Regions from separate parts of the Sus scrofa genome. Here all the other regions are linked to region 2. The links are chromatin contacts, called in public Hi-C and HiChIP or PLAC-seq maps. All regions are on one chromosome and are shown on one strand. Each heading gives the region's core, a stretch centred on a gene start, on an enhancer-like site or on the middle of the called end of the contact. The rest is flanking DNA. Distances are from core to core; before and after follow the strand shown.

Region 1 (4,068 bases), core at 801-3,300, 160 kb before region 2:
AAGTCTGCTGTGTGTAGCAGAGTCTTTCCCTTCGTGGGAGAGGCATCAGTTCTCAATTACTTCATTAGCTCTCTATGCCCTATATTTTCTCATTCTTTATCTGCTTTTATAAGCTTGTGATTTAATTAGAAAGAAAAAAAAAGAGAGAAACAATCGAAGGGGTGGAAGGAAGTTCCTCTTAGCATTGCTTGACATCAGAGCTTATCTGTAGTGCAGGGAAAACCCAGCCTTTGTGGGATGAGGCTTCTTTTGTACTTATAAGACAGTCTCAAGAAACAGAAGTCACTTTGTCAAAGTTTTTAGTTGGTTATTGTTACATCTATTATAAAATCTGGTGTGAATAAAGATAAATTTAAAATACATGTTCCTGATTGAACTGTAGACCTTATCTTTCAGAAATAGGATACTGTCAGGGGCAAAGCTACATCCCTGCCAACATTCCTTCCTAAATGTGCTCCATAGGATACTTGCTCCACACGTGGTCCGTTCAGGTTGGGAATCAGTTGCTTTTTTAGCAATCTCCATTTTGGAGACCCTTCATGCACCCTTAGCATGATTAACTCTGAGAAGATTTATAGGTAAAAGCAATAACCACACCGTTCAGGTTTTCTCAAATTTATTTTATCACAGAACCATTTTGTGGCTGATTTCCCAGACCCACGTTCTGTCGAACATTCTTTGGATAGCATGACTTTATTGCTAAAATTCTCAAGGTTCACATCAGTGATCTTGTAATAATCTTGTGTGAAATATGAAGTTATTTGAGCTAAGCTATAGATCTTCACCTGCCCTCCCTCTCCATAGGAGAAATTACAGGTTTATTTCAGGATCAAACACTTTTCAAATGAAATGTTGCTAGGAGGAAAAAAAAAAAGCAACCCTTTTAGAGCCTAATAATTGCAGAAAGAAGACAGTGTTATACCAGCCAAACTCAATTTTGTGAATTAGGGCTTTAGCTTGGAGAGTTGTTCCTGAAAATAGCTTGTTTTTAAGCAAAACTTTGTTGGCTTTTGGTGGTGGACTTTTTCACCATCAAAAGCATGAATATGGGTGATTTTAAATGACGTGTTTCTTGCATTCAAAACCAGGGATTATGGAGTAAACAACACTTTCTTTAACTTTTCTGAAACAGTTGGCTTGACCATCATGGCATTTTTTTTTTTTTTTTGTCCTGTTTATTTGGGATATTTCCTTTTGTTTTTTTGTTTTTGTTTTTGTTTTTGTTTTTTGGAGTGCTGGAATGGCCTTTGTCAACCTTGTCCAAGCCTGCACTTGACAGATGAGGAAATAGAGGCCCAGGAGGCTTTGGTGACTCTTTACTAGTTGGTGACCAACTAGAGCTAAAATCAAGAACTTTCACTTCCTTACTAAAGCTTTTCTTGATTAGATAGTAGGTAGATAGATAGATACATGTAACACAGATGATAGTTGGATGCCCATAATTAGAAATTCTTTTACTTTTACTCACGAGGTAAGAAACCCTCCATAGTCCCTTAACCAAGTTCTTTTTTAAAAGAACTTCACTCACCTCAGGCCAGTTCTTTGATATTATTCACTTGAGAAATTAATTCACTTTGATGGGAAGAGATAATTGTGAAAGAGAGGATCATGCTGCCCATCTTGATGTCTTATTTCAAGCTGAGAGATTCATACAGCAAGACGATGTTAAATTTTTCGACCTAAGAAGAACTGGCTCATCATCAATAGCTGGAACACTCTGGCTTAGTTATACATCATTGTGTGGTTATTTCTCTCCTCTTTCCCTCCTCCTTTCTCCTAGTTTTGGCCTTTCTTTATGCATTGCCCCTGTCTTCAGCAGAAGGGCTATCTTGCTTCAAAGACAGGAAGAAAGCTCAGATCCAAGGAAGACATTCCTTCTGCTAGGTTTCTCCCAGCTGTAGCAAAAGCAAAGTAAAATTTGATGCCTTTGAGTTTGTTCCTTTAGGTAGAAGGATTTGACAATTAGGAAATTCCCCAATAAAAAGCTGCTATGGGAATCTGTAGTCTGGGGCTAGCGGTAACTGTGGTGTAGTATCATGTGAAAGGCAAGGCCATTAAACTCAATAGTGGAAAATATGAGTTCTGGGCTGCACTTCTCTCCTACCTAGCTATGGGATCCCGGGAAAACCAAAAAACCTCTCCAAGCTTCATTTGACCCAGTCTTCTCATCAGAACCTGGGGAATCATGATTCTTGGAGTTGTGTTGATTAAATGAAATAATGGATATGGAAGGCTTTATAAACTATAAATCACCCTATAAATGTGTCAGCATATTATTGCAATCAAGTAAGCAATAATAATAGCAAATACATCCACACTGCTGCCTTTGAGCCAGGTACTGTTTTAAGCCTTGACGTCTATTAGTTCACAGTTCTGACCAACTCTGTGTGTTAGTGAACAGCACCTGGCATCATAAATCACCAAGCCTGGCTGCTTACCTGGATCAGCTGCTGATTTACCAATGGTTGTGGGCACATTTCTCCCTTCCCTGGACCTCAGTTATACTCTTTGTAAAAGAAACACTTGGACTCTGTTGAACGTAAGGGCCCTTCTATTCTGGCATTTGAGATTCTGTTTGGTAGGTTTTTTTGCCCCTCATAGGCCCAGGCATAGATCAGTAATCAGAGCTCACATTTAAACCGAGGGCTATCATCATCTTAACCATTTTACGAATGAGGACACATATAAGCACAGAGAGCTCAAGTAACTTTTCCAAGGCTGTGCAGCCAGTAAGGGTACATCAGAATGATGGCAGCTAGATTGGGAGAACTCTTCAGCAACCCCAGGTGTGTCATGTTTTCAGACTTCTCACCTAATCAGCTCCATGATTATCATTTAGCTCTTTAGGTTTTTGGTGCTTGTTGTCATTTAACTCCACAATTAGATTCCCAGTGTCTTGATTGCCGGTAGTGCTGGAATGTGTATTTCCAGTGTCTGATGCAGGGTTTGGCAAGTGGTATAGTGTCTCTTTGTGTGTGCACAATTTTTCTGCCCAAACTTAGATTCTTTGAATCCTTTGGGGAGGCCAGCCATTGGCATCTCTCAGAAGTGTGTTAAATGACCTTTTCACATAAAAAGTTGGTTAAAGTTGATGACTCCGGACAAGTCTCCACATGGGAGACATGTTTCAAGTGCGGCCCATTTGTTTTCTGCATGGCGTGCATGCTCCAACTTTTTCAGGGCTGCTTAACTTGAAGACTCTTTTCCAGAGTCTTCTGGGTGCTTCACCTTGTTTTGGCTTTGCTGTTATTTAATTTTTCTGAAGATCTGGTTTTCTTGGGCTCTGGAATACAACCCAAGATTTGTGGCTCAGTTGCATCTGGGAAAGAGTCACACCCATTGAAATTGGGAGAAAATTGACTTTTAGAGCCCAAAGAAATTGACACAAATCTTAGATCATAGACATTTTCTATCTCAGACTCTGCCTTCCTTCTTTGTGTGGTGCCATTCCAAGGTGTCTTGGAGGGTTGCCTTTAACTCCTAATCCATTCGATGTACTTATTTTACCATTAACACATCATTCCAGTGAATAGTCTCTCTGATCTCCATAAGTGATCCACTCTCATTCATTTACATATGAACTATGTGATGTTATCTACCCATCATACACAATTGTGATACCAAAATGAACTAGACACAATCCCTGTTTATAAGGACCTAATACTTTGAAGGGGCAGGGGGTCATGATTTCAATCAGCAATTAGTTCTTGGTGCCCACCATGACCAAGCATCAGGCCCTTAACCAGAACTGTGGATACCAGTAGATACCAGCTCTCTTATCACAGTACTTCTGGTCTAGGAGTGACAAACCACTATATTCATAATTTCACAAATAATTATATAATTTTTATTGTGATAGGAGCCACAAAACAAAGGTGCAGAGTGTGGTGGGAGTATTAAACTTTTTTTTTTTTTTTTTCTGGCCTTGTTTGTGGGCAAGGTATGTTTTCCCAAAGAAGTGGACTGAGCCAGGGGAAAATGGACACAGGGGAGCAGGCATGGATGGATACTCATATGAGGTAGAAAATGGTCAGCACTCAGCTCAAATGCTGTGGAAGTTGCTTTGAG
Region 2 (3,744 bases), core at 366-2,865:
TCTTCATGTATTCAATACAAGTGCTATAGCCAGCTTTCTCTGGGGTCCTGCAGAAACAGATCTAAGAAGTCTAACGAAAGAATCGACACCACTTCCCTGTGCCTTTAATGTAAAAGTGGGCAGTTAACTTGTGTACTTGTTTGGGAATGATTCGTAAAGCTGAGAAGGAGCTAGTAAATAGAAGGAGCCTAGTAAATTGAAAGATTCTCCTGATGGAACAAGGAAATTGAGATTTATTGTTCAGTCAGTTCCAATTACCTGTTGTGTTGCAGAGGAAAGCAGCTAAACAGGATGTTGGCTTGTAACACCATCAAGGTGGAATCAACCTCAAAGGAGACCGTGTCAGAGCAGTGTTCAATGCCTGAACTTCTACCAAGTGAGTCACTTGTGAGAAGAGGCCTTGATGCAGATAGAATCAAGGTGCCACATTATATCTGATCACAGAAATGTTAATGCAGAAGAACAAACTGGCTTTGATCTTCATGGGATTGCAGGCTGAGGAATAAAGAGGGAGGTGTATTTCTAAAGGTCATCTCTACAACTTATGAGAAAATGCTTCTGTGTGGCTGCATATCAAGAATAGGAAGTGAGCATATTTGAAGGAAGACTGCAAGCTGTTTTCCATGTGTGAATTTCACATGTGTGTTTGTGTGTATGTGTCTTCACATATGCCTGTGGGTTTCTGGAAGTGTTTAGCATCCTGAATACTCATTTCTTCTGTGTTGTAGCTGATAACATCTAACGTCCAGTGTGGTGCATGGAGAGGAAAAAGCTTCTATCTCCTGCTTTAGATGTAAATTAGATAACTTTTTTTTTTTTCAAAAAAGGTGTGCCATTTCAAAATGACTTCTTTCCTGACTTGAAAGTAGAATTGGCAACAGTGAAATGATCTCTACACAAACTCAGAAAGGATATCTTTTGAACAAGTAGTAGTTGAATTTCATACCAAACTAGAAAATGTTAAGAAATTTGAGGTGGATTGTTGTTTATACGGGTAAACTAGGAGAGCCCACAGGGATGAAGCTGTTTGTCTGAGGTCATGCAGTAGGTCAGTGGCACTGCCAAGACTGGAACCATCATCACCTGACTCCTATTTCTTTCTAGTCCAGCACAGCTGCCTCCCAAGTTTAATAGTCTATGACTCACAGTCCAAATCTATGGTGACATATAATATGTTACTTTGATTCTAAATCAACAAGCCACTTTTAGAAGTGCTTACACTGTTACATCACTTTCTATGCTATTGGATTCTTCAAGTTGAGTCTTATTTCTAGAACTCCAACAAGAGTAACAAGAGGAGCCATTTATTCATTATCACGACAACTATGTATTAAACACTTGTTGGGTGACAAGTCTCCTCTAGAGAGTGAGGGTGCAGCTATGAATAAAACAGAATGTATTTCCTTAAATGGTTACTTTTCCTCTGGAGAGAGGCATCATAAGCAGATAAACAAGTAAACATTTACGTCTGATAGAAATAAGTGCTGTAGAGAAAAATAAAGCAGACAAAAGGAGAGGGAATGCTTTGGTTGGAGTGGATTAATTGTGGCTGCTTTATATAAGGCAGTTAGAGCAGGCTTTATGAGGAGGTGATATCTGAGCAGAAATCTCAGATAGGTGAGGGAGTGAGCCATGCAGATATTTGGAACAGGAGAAAGCGTGTTCCAGACAGAGGAAGTATGAAAGCACTGGGAGAGGAACCTGGCTGGCACCTGGCTTATTTGAGAAAGACTGAAGTAGCCAAGTAAAGCTGGAGTTGAGTGATCTACAGGGAACGAGAAAAGATAAGGGCAGGAGGTACCAAGAACCATTACCTCGTCATGTGATCAAACTTACATTAGCGATCCCTCTGGCAGCTTTATGGAGGATAGAATGTAGGCTAGAAATGATAGTTGGTGGGCAGGTATGGGGCACCTGCTAAGAAGTAGTGAGGTTCCAGATATATTTTGATGGTAATGTCAAGTTTTGGGGACAGATTAGATGTAGAATATGAGAGCAAAGGAAGATTCCAGGGGGATTGCTAGGTTTTTACTAGGTAATGAGAAGAATGGAGATTCAATTTGGTGAGGTGTCAGGAGGACAGCAAGACAGTTTTGTGGTTTATTCTTTTTTTTTTTTTATGAGAATTTGATCAGCAATTTGGTTTTAGGTATGTTAGATTAGAGCTGACCTTTAGCCTTCCAAATAGCAGTTGGGTAGACAGTTACATATTTGAGTCTGGGGTTCAAGGATGAAGTGTTGACTTAATATAGACTTGGTTAGAAATGAGTAGATCCAAATTTAAAATTTTGATACTGAGTGACATTATCTAAAATAGTGGATTATGCCCTTGGGCCAAGATTTTGATATCTCTTGGAGACACCTAGGAACCATTAGAGATGTCATGAACAGTGATAATGAGGTGGAAGGAGAATCAAGAGACAGAGCCTTCCAAAGATATAGGGAAAAAGCACTTCAGGAGTGAGTGAAGGATAAGTTAACTGCTCTGTGGATCAGCTGCCATGAAGATTAAAAATCAGACCACTTGGGAGTTCCCATGGTAGATCAGTGGTAATGAACTTAACTAGTATCCATGAGAACATGGGTTTGATCCCTGGCTTTCCTCAGTGGGTCGGGAATCCAGTTTTGTCATGAGCTGTGATGTAGGTTGGCTTAGATCCTGTGTCACTGTGTCTGTGGTGTAGGCCAGAAGCTGCAGTTCCGATTCGACCCCTAGCCTGGGAACTTTCATATGCCGTGGGTGTGGCCCTAAAAAGACCAAAAAAAAAAAATCGGACCACTGGATTTACATCTTTGATGGTTGTTGCATAAAAACAAACAGTTCTCACCACTCTTCTGAGCTCTTGGCTCACGCTTGTTTTTCCTTTTCCTTTGTCTAGGTGAAATCAACACTAAATAATCATTAAATACAAGACTAGAATTACATTGTCTGGAGTTCAGTCCTAGTCACATTCACAGTTGTCTTATTTGATCTTATTCTGTGCTTCTTCTTAAGGAGGGGGGCGGTGATATTATCTACCTCATAGATTATTGGGAAGACTGAAAGAGATAAACATTTAGCACAGTATATGTCATATAGAAAATGGCTCATAAATGGAATAAAACGATCAGTATAATTAACAAAAATAAGCTTGCCTTATATTTTCTTTTTATCCTGAGAAGCCCATAACATCTTTCTAGAGTTGGGGCTGAAATGATTGTCCTATTTTATGGCATCTGTTTTTTTGTTTGTTTGTTTTGTTTTGTTTTTTGGGTGCATTTTGTCCTCATTCCATGAACTGACTACATTATAATCTATTGACTTCTACATAGCTCTCCCCTTTAGATGGTAAGCTCCCTTAGAACTCCTATTCTGCTCATATCTCAAAACTTTTGGCATTTCAGAGTTGACTTTAAAGTTCCTGAATGTCCTGGTGATGGATCAAAGTGTCACCTGCAGGGTCATTCTAATACTCTAGGTAGTAAGACAGGGGCAGGGATAGACACTTAATTGCTAGAATTTCTTATAAATGAATTTTAACTTCTTAGAATAATTCCTCAGTGTCTTTTAAATTACATTCCCTTCCTCTGCAGGAAATATACTAGTAGAAATACACAAGTAAACCTGTGTAATTTTCTTATACCTGTAGGAAGGGATCCTGAGCTTTTATTCAGCAGAGTCGACCTTTGAGATGGGTGGTTTTCCTATGGCCTATAGAGATTGCACTTTCTCTTTTCCTAGTACCTAGGACTTAAAACAGGCCC
Region 3 (3,985 bases), core at 848-3,347, 240 kb before region 2:
TAGTCCTTTCTAGATCCTGCCATGTTTCTCAATGCTATTTCTTTTACGAGCCTATAGTCATCTCTATTTTACTTCTAGAGCATTGCTATTTTCAGGAGGTGGAAAATGGCACCTTCTCTAAAGGAGACAGTGGAATGGTCAGAGCCCATTCTGCTTGAACCATTGATTTCAGAGTGATTTGAGTGGCGTGCCTTTCCTTTGCCCTGGAGTATGGGTCAATCTGATTCAAATTTGGTGAATATATGGTGACTGCCCACCAGGAGCCATGAACTGTGTTTCCACCTGTGTTATCCCACCTTATTAAAGTGAGTGAGCTGAAGTATAAACAGAATCTTACTATTTTTCTTGGTTCTTTCAAAGCCTCTTTCTTCTTAGCAACAGTGACCTACTGTAGTGGAGGATTATTCATTTAAGCAGTAAATATTTATTCAGCACCTACTATATTCCAGGAACTCTTCTTGGTGCTGGTCAGTGAATAAAACAAAGTACTCTCAAGTTAACATTTGAGGGATTTAACGGGAATATTATTTTTTTAAAAAATGACTAGGCAGAAATATGCTTAAAGAAATAAACACCACTAACAAACAACATACCAGCTCTTTCCTTTGGCCTTTCTTCCTCTTTCTCTTGTCTCTTTTTTCTCTTTATAACCTGACTCAACACCCTTTACCCAGTCTTACCAAGAAGCCCATATTTTCTTCATTCCTTTCATTGTCTCCTCTTTTGTCTGCTTATGTGTAGTATGTGGAGTGCAGCAGATGAGCCTTGATGCTGGCTTGATCCCAACTTCGTGCTCACTCTATAGCTGACCTGTGTTGGTGATTCACTTCTGGGCATGGAGTGGTGGGTTGATGCCCATGTTGCCAATCAGAACTTGGAGGAGGGAAGGGTGGCTGGTGGCTCTGGGGCTTTTGGTTGCCCATCTAGCAGCACTGCAGTGTCAGGATCCTGCTGAAGAGATGAACATGGCTCCAAATCTTCAGCGCACTAGCTGTTAATCAGCTCAGAGGGGCCTTTCTCAGGAAGTCTTTCTTGATTATCTCCTTTCTTAATTCTTATCATGCATCTATGCCAGAATAGGAGCTCAGTAAATTTATTTATTTATTTATTTCTTATTTATTTATTTCTTTATTTATTTGCTTTTTAGGGCCATACTTGTGGCTTATGGAGGTTCCCAGGCTAAGGGTTGAATCAGAGCTGTAGCTGCTGGCCTACGCCACAGCAACACAGGATCCAAGCTGCATCTGCAACCTACACAATAGCTCACGGCAATGCCAGATCCTTAGCCCACTGAGCAAGGCCGGGGATTGAACCTGCATCCTCGTGGATGCTAGTCAGATTCATTAACCCCTAAACCATGACAGGAACTCCGAGCTTGGTAAATTTAGTTTCTTTCACTTCTCTGAAGTCTCATGTCTCTTTATTTGTGCTTGACTTAATGGCACTTGCTCTTTAATTTCATGGTTCTTGTGCCCATTTCTTACCCCCCTAGGAGGCATGGACCATTGCCATGTGTGTTGAAGTGTGTTAAATGAACTAGGGATGCATGGGAGGTGGGGACACATTTTCCTTTTATAAAAACTAAAACTACTTTCTTGTTTTGTGATGAAGATCTTGGAGCCACATTTAATATTAAATCTTAGATTTTAGTGGCTCAAATGCAGATGGCTAACCTCTCCATTGACTGAGTGGTTGAATTTTCAAGTGCTTCAAGTTCAAACCTGGATTTGAACTCAAGTCTGAGGTTTTTCAGATGCCTGATTATTTTTGGGTTGTTGTCATCCACCCCTAAACTAGATATTTGGGAATGGGACCATGATAATTCCCTAGTAGATACAAAGTAGACCTGGAGCTTTCTTCCCAGTTTCCATGATCATGACCCCCCTCTTTCATGCTTTACTTCTTGCCTTTTGTTTCTGTGCTGGATTTCAGCCCCCAGCCTCTCTGGTTAGCATGATGACTCATGTTTATAGCACATGTACTAAGTGTCAGGCATTGAGTAAATGACTTTCCATACTTCCTTTCATTTAATCCTCAAAGCCAGCCTGTGTAGTAGGTACTAATATTAGCTATGTTGGATGATGAGGAAATCAAGGTTTAGAGAGGTTTAAGTAACTTGACCAACATCACACAACATGTAATGGCAGGGCGGTTAGAAGCTAGATCTCTCAGACACCAGCTTTTGATTTCTAAATTATTCTATTCATTCCTCTTTTTCGTTCCTGCCCTTTTCTGCTCACCTTGCTTATGAGAGCCAAGGACCAGGTAGTGGCTGGGAGGAGTGCTCTGTCCTCATTTTGCCTATTGGCACCTGTAGCCAGAGCTCTTGAGTGTATGTTCTATTCTTCTGACCTCTCACCAGATTTAAATTGGCTTTCAGGGCTGAATTCACTGACAAGCACCTTCTAATTGGTTCATTGTTTTTCATGGTTTACTTGGTTTATTACCAGTGAGGGACAGCTTGACATTTACTTTCCTATCTGTTGGATTCTGATCTCCTCTCAGTGTTTCTCTACTCTTAGTAAAAGCTCTGTGACTGTAGATACAATGATAGCAAGTGCCTTTTCACATATCCACTATAATGTAATATATTATAGTAAGATCTAGAGGAATACTTGAGTATTTGGGAGTAGTCTAAGAAATGAGAGTGAGGTTTGGAGAGAGATGTGGCCTTCACATCTTCTGGTGGTTGATGGTGGGCACAGTCTAGCCCCCTTGAAATCACTGTGCTCTCCAGGGACCTGTCTCAGCCCGGAGCTTATATTATTGGTCCATAGCATTTTTATATTGCTTTATACTTGCAAAGTGCTTTCCAGTGATTTATTATCTGTTCTTGTTTTTAATAGTCCATAGGCAAGTTGATATCCAGCCTTCTGGGAACACAAATGCATAGAGAAGGCTCATCTCATCAGATATTATTGGATCTGGGGTCAGAACTCTGCACTCCTGGGATAAAGCCATTTGAGGTCATTGCCTCATGAGGATTAATAGGAGATCAAGTGGACTTAACTTTAGCTTCCAGTCTCTCAGGCAGAGGTGGAATGATGATAGCTATTTAAGGAAATTGCATGAAAGTCATTATCAAAAGATCAGGATTCCAGTTCTTACTCAGCTGTTGACCATCTGTATTAACCTTGAGTCATTGCTTTGCCTGTGTCTTGAATTCATTCTTTGGTAAAACAAAGGTTATCCTTCAAGTCCCTTTTAGATCCATCATTGTGTTAAGTGTAATTCTATGACTTTAGATCCCTTCTTTGGAAGGGGTAGTTGGTGAATTATGTGACAGGAGACATGGATATACATTCTCAGCAATTAGGGGATGTGCATTCAGAAAATGCTCACTTTCCCTCTTCTAGGATCCAAGGACACCCTGACAATGCTAAGCCTTCAGATTCATCTGATGAAGCACATCGTCTTCACTCACTATGAAACTGAAGTAGTGAGTGGAGCTGTTAGAGGAAAGGCAGACTGGAGCCAAGACCATTAATCCTGCATCTTATGGATGTTCTAGAAAGTAATTAGCAGGCTTGATTACCTCACTGGTTCAACACACGTTTTAGGGATGTGATGTAATGTGAGGAAACATTTAGTTGTCAGATTTTAGGTCTGTATCAAATTTATTCTTGCAGGAAAAGCTAGTTGTCCTGGCAACCTGAAATTGATTTTCTTTTTGCTCTTGTCAGCTGAAACTGTCCCCTTTGAATCATTCCTCTAATTTAATATAGAGACTCACCTGGGGACCAAATCGTTCCTGATGACAGGTAACCCCAGCAAATGGTTCCTCTTTCCTACCTGAGCCACAGACTATAGTTTATCTCTGCCTTCACCCCACGTCGTTCTCTTTGTGGTTATTTATTTGTCCGTGGAGTCAGGTGCGGAAGTAAAGTGGCATTCAATTAATTAGGAGTTTGGTCAGGCCTGTAGAGCAATGATGTCATTGGCAGCCAATCACAGCCCTTCATTTCCAGTTACTTCCTGGGCAGGG

Evidence for each region. Hi-C and Micro-C count contacts between places; a contact is called where the count stands out from the background. HiChIP or PLAC-seq counts read pairs in DNA pulled down with a chosen protein or histone mark.
Region 1: a contact with region 2 is called in a Hi-C map of skeletal muscle, with 4 times the contacts expected there. The contact joins two enhancer-like sites. A contact is called at or near these places in 2 of 47 Hi-C or Micro-C datasets (both in skeletal muscle) and 2 of 2 datasets of contacts at active chromatin or transcription factors (alveolar macrophages and skeletal muscle).
Region 3: a contact with region 2 is called in an H3K27ac HiChIP or PLAC-seq map of skeletal muscle. The contact joins two enhancer-like sites. A contact is called at or near these places in 2 of 47 Hi-C or Micro-C datasets (embryonic fibroblasts and skeletal muscle) and 1 of 2 datasets of contacts at active chromatin or transcription factors (skeletal muscle).

What each region holds. Positions count from the first base shown.
Region 1 is chr13:125,983,696-125,987,763 of Sscrofa11.1, forward strand. The region is part of intron 2 of LPP (lipoma-preferred partner); the gene reads left to right. Among named protein-coding and RNA genes, the nearest start is that of LPP, 200 kb to the left of the region's middle. Within about 2 kb of position 2,051, at least 1 of the 83 cell types and tissues checked has an H3K27ac peak or open chromatin away from gene starts, as enhancers often do. A contact at or near this core is called in skeletal muscle, where this site is marked.
Region 2 is chr13:126,143,031-126,146,774 of Sscrofa11.1, forward strand. The region is part of intron 5 of LPP (lipoma-preferred partner); the gene reads left to right. Among named protein-coding and RNA genes, the nearest start is that of MIR28, 140 kb to the right of the region's middle. Within about 2 kb of position 1,616, at least 5 of the 83 cell types and tissues checked have an H3K27ac peak or open chromatin away from gene starts, as enhancers often do. A contact at or near this core is called in skeletal muscle, where this site is marked.
Region 3 is chr13:125,900,039-125,904,023 of Sscrofa11.1, forward strand. The region is part of intron 2 of LPP (lipoma-preferred partner); the gene reads left to right. Among named protein-coding and RNA genes, the nearest start is that of LPP, 120 kb to the left of the region's middle. Within about 2 kb of position 2,098, at least 5 of the 83 cell types and tissues checked have an H3K27ac peak or open chromatin away from gene starts, as enhancers often do. A contact at or near this core is called in skeletal muscle, where this site is marked.